Regions from separate parts of the Mus musculus genome. Here all the other regions are linked to region 1. The links are chromatin contacts, called in public HiChIP or PLAC-seq and promoter capture Hi-C maps. All regions are on one chromosome and are shown on one strand. The core of a region is the stretch at or near the end of the contact, and the rest is flanking DNA. Distances in the headings are between cores, read along the strand shown. Region 1 holds the start of Slc35e1 (solute carrier family 35, member E1). Region 2 holds the start of Slc25a42 (solute carrier family 25, member 42). Region 3 holds the start of Tmem161a (transmembrane protein 161A).

Region 1 (2,700 bases), core at 120-2,619:
GGCTAGATTCTGCCACGGTCAAACTCCTTTGGCCTACTCACATCAGATCCAGACAACCCCTACCAACCATTCTGTCTAGTGACAGAAAAACTAGGACATGATAGTTTGTAAGTTCGTCAGGACCAGGCCTGACAACTTGAATCTGATCCCAGGTATCCACAAGGTGAAAACTGTCCTCTGACTTCCATACACGTGGCAATGCACAACACACACACATAAATAAACATTAGAAAATAAAATAAGAGAAGGAAAACTTGTCCCAACTTAATTTGTTGGTGACTTGCTAAAATGGAACCAAAGACATCACCTACCACCAATCCCAGAGTCGGAATCATAACAGAAAAGAACAGTGGACGCCAGAGGGATGTGGCGCTCAGGGACAACAAGCAAGAGATTATGTGGTGATATCGCCCCATTCACACACACATCTGCTGTCTGAAAGGTGAGTGCGGGATGCTAGGTGCTAGCCACAGGACAAGGCTGACACCTTGACTTCCTTATTTGACAGGAAGCAGGAGGATGCCACGGTCCAACCACGTCATCAACCTGGTCAGCTACTGGGAATCCCGCCTAGCCCAGGGCTTCTGCCAGAGTTACCTTGGTGCTCTGTTTCTCCTTCATGATGATCCGGGACAGGAGGACCACCCAGATGGGCATGGTGGCCTTGACTGCAAGAGAGGAAAAGGCACTCAGTGGGCAGTCCTGGCAACCTGCACACCCGACCCTGAACCTTCCTTCTGTAAGGCTTCCTCTCGATCCCAATAGCTGGAGTCAATTCTGCTAGGCGCTCGGTAAACTCCTCAGACCTTTTCCAACGTGAGAATCCGACGCACCTTGGCGGCGTCTCAGTCAGACGGCCCGCGCACTCGTACCCACACTTCGAAGCCCCAGACAGCGCGCAAAGCCCGCCTCAGCACTTACCGGTGTGCGCGTAGGAGACCGGCACCTTCCAGATGCTGACGTGCGCCGACACCGACGCGAAGTACTTGCCAAAGGCAAGCGGCAGTACGTAACGCGGATAGAAGCGCGGCGGCAGCAGCGGGCCGGACGCCGGATGCGGGCCGGGTCCGGGGCCCGACACGGGTGGCGCGGGCGGCACGCGCCAGGCGCGCAGCAGCGGCGGCAGCCCCGCGCACAGCGCTAGGATGTGGCACAGCGACACGGTGACCGGGAACGGGAAGGCGCTCAAAATCACCTTGTTGACCACGTTACCGCCCGCGCTCAGCGCGTACCATAGTAGACACAGCACCGCCACCCGCGCACCCTCGCGCGCCCCGCCGCCGCCACCCGCGCCCGGGACCCCTGCGCCCGCGCCGGGACCCGCGGTTGCCGCCGCCGCCATCCTGCCCGAGCGGCCGCCCCTTCCCGCCGGACGACCGCCGGACGCGGGCAGGGGGCGGGACAGCCCTGGAGGGCGCGCCGGCAGACGCCGCTCACCATTGGCCCCTGGCCCTTGCGTCATCGCCGCTCGCCATTGGCCACCGCCCCATACGTCATCGTCGCGCGTCCGCCGACGCGCCCGTACACGTCGTCGGCGAGGGCCCTACCCTCACTTAAACGCTTTCCGGGAGGGGGCGGGGCTAAGCCCGGAAGGCGGGCCGTAGGGCCCGCGGGTGGGTTAAGCGCGTTACGTTCTCTCCGGTGACTGGCAGGACTCCGTGGGAGGTGCCGGGCGACGCGGGCCCGCCCACTTGAGGCTGTGGAAGCCGCGTGCCTGGGGCGTAGACAGGGCTTAGATCTTTTAGAAGAAAAGAAACCGATTGCGGTAAATCCTCTGGACTACGCCGGGTCCTCGGAAGCTGTGCGGTAGGTGTCAATTTCCCCTCACAGACCAACCGAGAGAAATCCAGGGTTAAGTGTCTCCTGCGACAGTGTCTTAAGAGCTCAGCTGACCGGTACGATGCTGGGCAAAACCACGAAGGCAGGACTAGACTTACAAAACTCGATTCCCAAGATCGTGTGCTTTTAAGTGAGGGAGAATAGTTGTTCGCGCTCCTTAAAATGTGTTCATTTATGGAGGCGGGCACGAGCGTGTGTATACACATATTGAGGTCAGACGAGTTGAGTCTTTTGTCTCTTTTCTACCATGTGCATCCAGGAAAAGAAACTAACTCTGGCAGCAAGCGTTTATTTGCTGAGCCATCTCGCCAACCTCAATATTCTCCTTTACAGCGTCTCCTTGAATGCCAGGGTGTCTTTCTACCTCACCTATGTTTTGGTTTGCTTTTCTCTGTGTAACAGATTCCTGGCTGTCATGGACTCGATTTGTAGATTAGGCTAGCTTCGAACTCAGAGATTTGCCTGCCTCCGCCTCCTGAGCACCATGCGTAGCTACTCACCCGTTCTTCAAGGTAGACTGTGTTGTACCCTGGGGTTTGCTGGATACTCATCACACATGTGGCAGTCCTTGTGGATCTGAGTAGAAAATGGCCTGGTCCCTCCCAAAGCAGGAGTTTAAGAATATGGTGATAGGACGCTGGGCTTTGTACCCTAAGGCCTTTGTCACAAACTAAATACAAGAGGAATTAGGATCTTTGGACAGAGCAGTGTCAGATGGCCCCACTGATGTGTTTTGGTTGCTTTTATTTCATATTGGATTTGGCCCTGGCAACTCTGGAAGCTTTTTCATTTCACAACAGGTACATGTACTCAGGGCAACCCAGCTGTGGTTTCACCTCCTCAAATGGCCCTGTAATGGGG
Region 2 (2,721 bases), core at 166-2,665, 2.3 Mb before region 1:
CGTTTGAGGGCTTCAGACTTCTGGTTGGTGAACTGGGATGCTCTGAGCATCAGGCTGAGGAGATTATTCTAAGTCCAGAAATGACTCAAAAGCTGTCCAGCCCTGAGATTTTTGTTTGTTATTGGTCTTTGAGACAGGGCCTCTGAGTAGCCCAGGCTGGACATGAACTCCAGATCCCCCTGCTGAGATGATAAGTGTGTACCCCCACACCTGGTTTCTCTGGTGCTAGGAATGGAACCCCCAACTTCAAACAAGCACTCTACCAACTCCACTCCCGTCTATGCACTGTTTGCTCATTAGTTTTCTTTCCTTTCTTTTTGTGAAACAAGGTCTTAAACAGACCAGGCTACTCAAATTCACTGTGTGTAGCCAAGGTAACCTTGAACTTCTGATCCTACCTCTACCTGTTCAGTGCACAGATGACTCATAACATCATGCTGTGTCAAGAAGTGATTTTATATGCATATACATATACATATTGTGGTGTGTGTGTGTGTGTGTGTGTGTGTGTGTGTATTTACGTGTGTGCCACAGAGCCCATGTAGAGATCAGAGGACAACTTTTGGCAGTTCCCAAAAACTCAGTTTGCTGAGCCATCTCACCTGACCTCAAGCACTCTTTATAAAAGTTCAAGGACAACCTGGGTTACAGTGCAAGACTTTGACTCCAAAACTAATCAATAAATAAATACAATAAAATGAAATGCTAGAAATAAATTTAAAAGCCCTGTTAAAGCAATAACAGACCAGGTGGTACCCCACACTTTTAATCCTGGCACTTGGGAGGCAGGGGCAGGGAGATCTCTGTGAGTTCCAGACCAGCTGGCTCTACACAGTGAAACACGGTTTCCAAAACCAAGCCACCACTCGCACTACACGGGGGACGAAAATAAAAAATTTAAAACCACAAGTTAGGTGGACTTTGCTTTGGGAGTGAAGCGATGGTTGCGCGACAGGGACGGGGAGAGGCACGCAGGTGCACGTGTGTAGCAGCCGCGTCCGGGTGGCACCCGAAGCTTGCACCCGAAGCGTCCACCCGGGTTCCAAAGGAAGGACACGCAGCGGGCTGAGGAAGATCAGGTCTGCGAGGCACGCATGTTGGGTGCGTAAGCGGCCACCTTGGCCTCACAGGGGTTGTCACTCTCAGGGCAGCTCGGTGTGAAATTAGGGTTCGGCCTGGCCGTGGGGACCCCGAGGACGCGCGAAACACAGGGTGTGTGAGGGGATCTGTCACCTCTCCACGCTCGCGACACTGCTGTCACAACGAAACGGCCCCATGCCGCGCTTCCTCCCAGCCCGGGCCGCGAGAACCCCGCCACCCCGCGTCGCCCCTTGGCGCCTGCACTCCTTGGGTCGCGCTCACCTGCCCGGACGCGTCGCCGCTGCTGCCGCTACTGCCTCAGCCGCCTCAGCCGCTGCAGCCCCGCCTCGCGCGGGCCCTAAGCTCGAGGCCGGGAGGGGCCCAGGCCCTGCCGCCATTGGTCACGCCCTGTCCAATCAGCGCTGGAGACGGCAAGAATTGGTAAGCATGGCACAGACGGGCATCCTTTTTAACCAATCGCTAAAGGAAGGGGCGAGGCTACATGGAGGGGCGGCCCTGGTTCTTCTGAGCGTTCTACACCGGGTACAAGGCGGAGAGGCCTGGTGGGGGGCGTTCAAGAATTGGAACCCGCAGAAAATGGGCAGAGCTTCCGGCCAATTGCCAAGGGGTATAGGCGGAGCTAAGAGGAAAGGCGGCTCTTGGTTTCTGAGAATTCGGGGCACAAGGAGACAGAAGCGAGGATTGGATTCTGCAGAAAACAAGCAACGCTTTGGGCCAATAACTGAAGGGAGGGGGCGGGGCCTGGAAACAGCCCTCTTAGCCAATCGCTGAAGAGCAAGGTCAGCGCTCTGAGTAAGCTGGCGCGCTGGGCAAGGGCGAAGCTCGAGGATCGGAGGGTGTAGCCCGGAGGGCAACGATGATTGACTGCGACACTAAAGATGTACAGGTCCTGGGACCAATCGCAGAAGCTGTAGGCGGTGCATCTTCCAGGGGTGGGCGCGCTAGGTACAGACCATAACTATCTTGTCTGCCCTGGATGATCTAGTATGTTCCGCGCAGACTCCTCAGGTTCCCATGGCGCTCAGAAGCTTTACTCTTTCCTGAATTTAGACTTTGACAGTTGAAACACTCTTGGTTAATTCTCAGCCCGTCCCTCCTTTACTGTTCCCCTGCCGATGATACAAAGGGCAGAAACTCAGATCACTCAGCCTTCCTCTGCTACTTGAGTTCATGTGCAAAACATGGGAAGCAAAAGTGCAATCCTGCTGACGTGATCTGACTTTCAGAAAGTGACGTCTCTGGGTCCAAGCTTTATCCTTTACGAGATCTTATGACATCCCTGTGTTTGTGGTAACTGGTGAATTAACCAAACAATAAATACAACCACATGTCAAAGGGAACACAGAGAGGTCAAGCTCTTTGACCAAGGTTACAGAGCACTTTAGCTGTTCAATTTGTATATTGAAGCTCTGAACCCCCTCAGAAAGGGTAGTAAGACAGTGGGGAACGGAGTGACCTGAGTTACTCAGTCTGCTCAAGCCTTGGACAGAGCAATCCTTAGGTTCAATCTTGCCTCCCTGACCCCTTTGTGGAAACAGAAGGAGCCAGCAAGATGGCTCAATGGGTAAATGTTAATCCTACAGATTCAAGGAGAAAGACCACCGACCCAAATCATGGCCA
Region 3 (2,700 bases), core at 167-2,666, 2.3 Mb before region 1:
AAAAAACTCCTTTGCCCAAAGAAACATCTCATCAACCTAACAAGTGTTCCTTCCTGGTTTTTACTTTATTTTATTTCTAGACAGGGTTTATCTGTTAGCTCTGGCTGTCCTGGAACTCACTTTGTAGATCAGGCTGGCCTCGAACTCAGAAATCCACCTGCCTCTGCCTCCCGAGTGCTGGGATTAAAAGCATGCGCCACCACGTTCGGCCCTGGTTTTTATTTTTTTTTCCTGTTTTTTGTTTTGTTTTTGAGACAGTCTTAAAATATGAAGCACTAGTGGCTTCAGTCTGGCTACACAGCCTAGGCTGTCATTAGTCTTAAAACATGCTCCTGTCTTAGCTCTCTAAGAGAGAGGACAGCTATGCGATCCACTATGCCGGGCTGTCTAGTGAGGAGGGTGTGGCTCAGAGAGTGACGTGCACACACACAGACATCCAGGCTACTGTCTGAACTGGGGTGATGGTGTAGTGAGCTGGGGAGGTCGCTCATACAACACAGGTCTTACGTTTGCATGGTGAGCTCCATCCGTGGTGAGTGAGAACACTGACCGGGCATGGTGAGACACATCTGTTACTTGAGCATTTTACAGCAGGATCAGAACCTCAAGGTCATCCTTGTCTACATAGAGAAGTTCAGACCCTACTAAAACCAAACAGGGTTAGCAAGCCTGTTCAGCCGGTTGAGGCTTTTTCTGTGAAGTCTGAGTTTGATCCCCTGGGGTCCACATGATAGCGAGAGAATTGACTCTAGCAAGGTATCCAATGTCCTCCCACACACAAAGTAAGAACTCCTCCCCCCCCCCCCCCCACGTCCAAGTAAAAACAAAACTAGAAAGCTAGAAAGTTGGTTAGTTGACTAGGAGCAAGTATTGCTTTTGTAGGGAACCCAAGTTCAGTCTAAGCCCTCTTCTCAACCAATAAACAACCACATGTATCTTTAGGGTCAAAGGATCTGGCCTTCTCCTCTGGACTCCAAGGACTGCAGCTACGTGCAAAATACAAAAAACCCCACAAGATACAGATACATACTAGAAAATAAAACCAACCGGGTAGTGGTGGCACAGGCTTTCTTTAATCCCCAGTACTTTGAGGCCAGCGTGGTCTACAGAGTGAATTTCAGGACAGACCAGCAGAAGTTACATAGGTACTCTGTCACACGCACACGCACACACACACACACGGCACACACACGACACACACCACACACACGGCAAGGGCAAAAAGAGAAAGAAAAGAAAAAAGAAGGAAAAGCCAGCAGACGAAACGACCTCATGCTCCAGCTAAAACTACAGTTCCCAGCATGCATTGCGCACACCCATCCCATTCTTAGCCCGATGACTGACTTCCCAGGATGCTCGTCAACAGCATTCTGTCTCTAATTGGCCAAGATACCTCAGCGCTTCCCCGCCTCCAGCCTCGTACCGCTGTGCGCCCAGGGAGCGGACATGGTGAGCAGGCCCTCTGGGATCCCCGGGGTGGAGAACGGCCTAACTGAGCTGAGAGGGTTCCCCAAACCGCGCGGGCTATTTGGAAGTGTCGTGTAGTCAGTGGTGCTGGACGCGTTGGGAGGTGAAGCTAGGGCTCTGGACTGGAGTGAGGGAGCTGGGATTGCAGCTATCTTTGCTTTCTGACAGGGTCCCATGTAGCCCAAGTTGTACTAGAACTTATTCGTAGCCTATGGGGACCTCGGACTTCTGATTCTCCTGGCTCTGGAGTGCTGAGATGTCAAACTTGTGCCACTATTCACGGCTTTCTGTTTGTCTTTTAAAATCTTTTTTTATTTTTCATTATTTTATTTATTTAAGTATGAATGTTTTGTATGTATGTCTGTCTACCGTGTGTGTGTGTGTGTGTGTGTGTGTGTGTGTGTGTGTGTGTGTGTGTGTGTGTGTGTGTGTGTGTGTGCTGTTCTTAGAGGCCAGAGAAGACATGTAGGATTCCCTGAGAGTGGAGTTAGAAAGGGCTGTGAGCTGCCAAATGGATGCTGGGAATTGAACCTGTGACCTCTGGAAGAGCAATCAGTACTCTTAAGCCCTGAGCTATCTCTCTAGCGTCCCAGTCCTTTTATTTTTTTCTATTTACCCATTAAAAATTATTTACAAAGGGTCTTACTTGTTGGTGTTGATGGGCAGTGATGGCAAATGCCTTTAATCTTAGCACTTGGGAGGCAGAGGCAGGTGAATCTCTGTGAGTTCGAAGCCCGCCTGGTCTACAGAGTGAGTTCTAGGACAGCCAGGGCTACACAGAGAAACCCTGTCTCAAAAAAATCCAAGCAAAATTGTACACCAGTACACCTGGCTGACAGATTTTTATATTGATCTGTATTTCATGTTAATTGGGTATGAAAGCAGAATGCAGGCAGGCAGCTCTAGTGGCACACAGTGTATATAATTAGATAATTACAGAAATGAGTGCTGTGTCGGCGGGAGCCTGACTTAGCTTCCTTCTGAAAGATTTGTGGAGCTGTGCTCTGAACTCTTCCTGGGATGGAGAGCTGGCGTCTATCATTTGGTAGAGTGCTTACCTAGCATGGACGGGGCTCCACCCCTGCACTGCACAAACTGGGTGTGGGTACACGCTATCACCCTAGCACTCAGGAAGTGGGGACAGGAGGACCAGCAGTTCAGGGTCACCTTCAGCTGTGTTCTGAGATCCAGACCAGCCTGGGCTATAGGAAATCAACCTATCTCTGGCCTTCC

Evidence for each region. Promoter capture Hi-C pulls out the DNA fragments that hold promoters and counts their contacts. HiChIP or PLAC-seq counts read pairs in DNA pulled down with a chosen protein or histone mark.
Region 2: a promoter capture Hi-C map of pre-B cells shows a contact between it and region 1, with 3 times the contacts expected there. The contact joins the promoter of Slc25a42 here to the promoter of Slc35e1 in region 1. A contact is called at or near these places in 1 of 39 promoter capture datasets (pre-B cells) and 1 of 115 datasets of contacts at active chromatin or transcription factors (thymic regulatory T cells).
Region 3: an H3K27ac HiChIP or PLAC-seq map of thymic regulatory T cells shows a contact between it and region 1, with 10 times the contacts expected there. The contact joins the promoter of Tmem161a here to the promoter of Slc35e1 in region 1. A contact is called at or near these places in 1 of 115 datasets of contacts at active chromatin or transcription factors (thymic regulatory T cells) and 1 of 9 other capture datasets (liver).

Annotation. Positions count from the first base shown.
Region 1 is chr8:72,491,245-72,493,944 of GRCm38.p6, forward strand. Slc35e1 (solute carrier family 35, member E1) reads right to left here and starts at 1,370. Exons shown (of 6, transcript NM_177766.3): 1 at 922-1,370; 2 at 598-668. The coding sequence starts at 1,342.
Region 2 is chr8:70,210,866-70,213,586 of GRCm38.p6, forward strand. It overlaps Slc25a42 (solute carrier family 25, member 42), which reads right to left and starts at 1,416. Exons shown (of 8, transcript NM_001007570.2): 1 at 1,363-1,416.
Region 3 is chr8:70,170,992-70,173,691 of GRCm38.p6, forward strand. Tmem161a (transmembrane protein 161A) reads left to right here and starts at 1,417. Exons shown (of 12, transcript NM_145597.4): 1 at 1,417-1,449. The coding sequence starts at 1,447.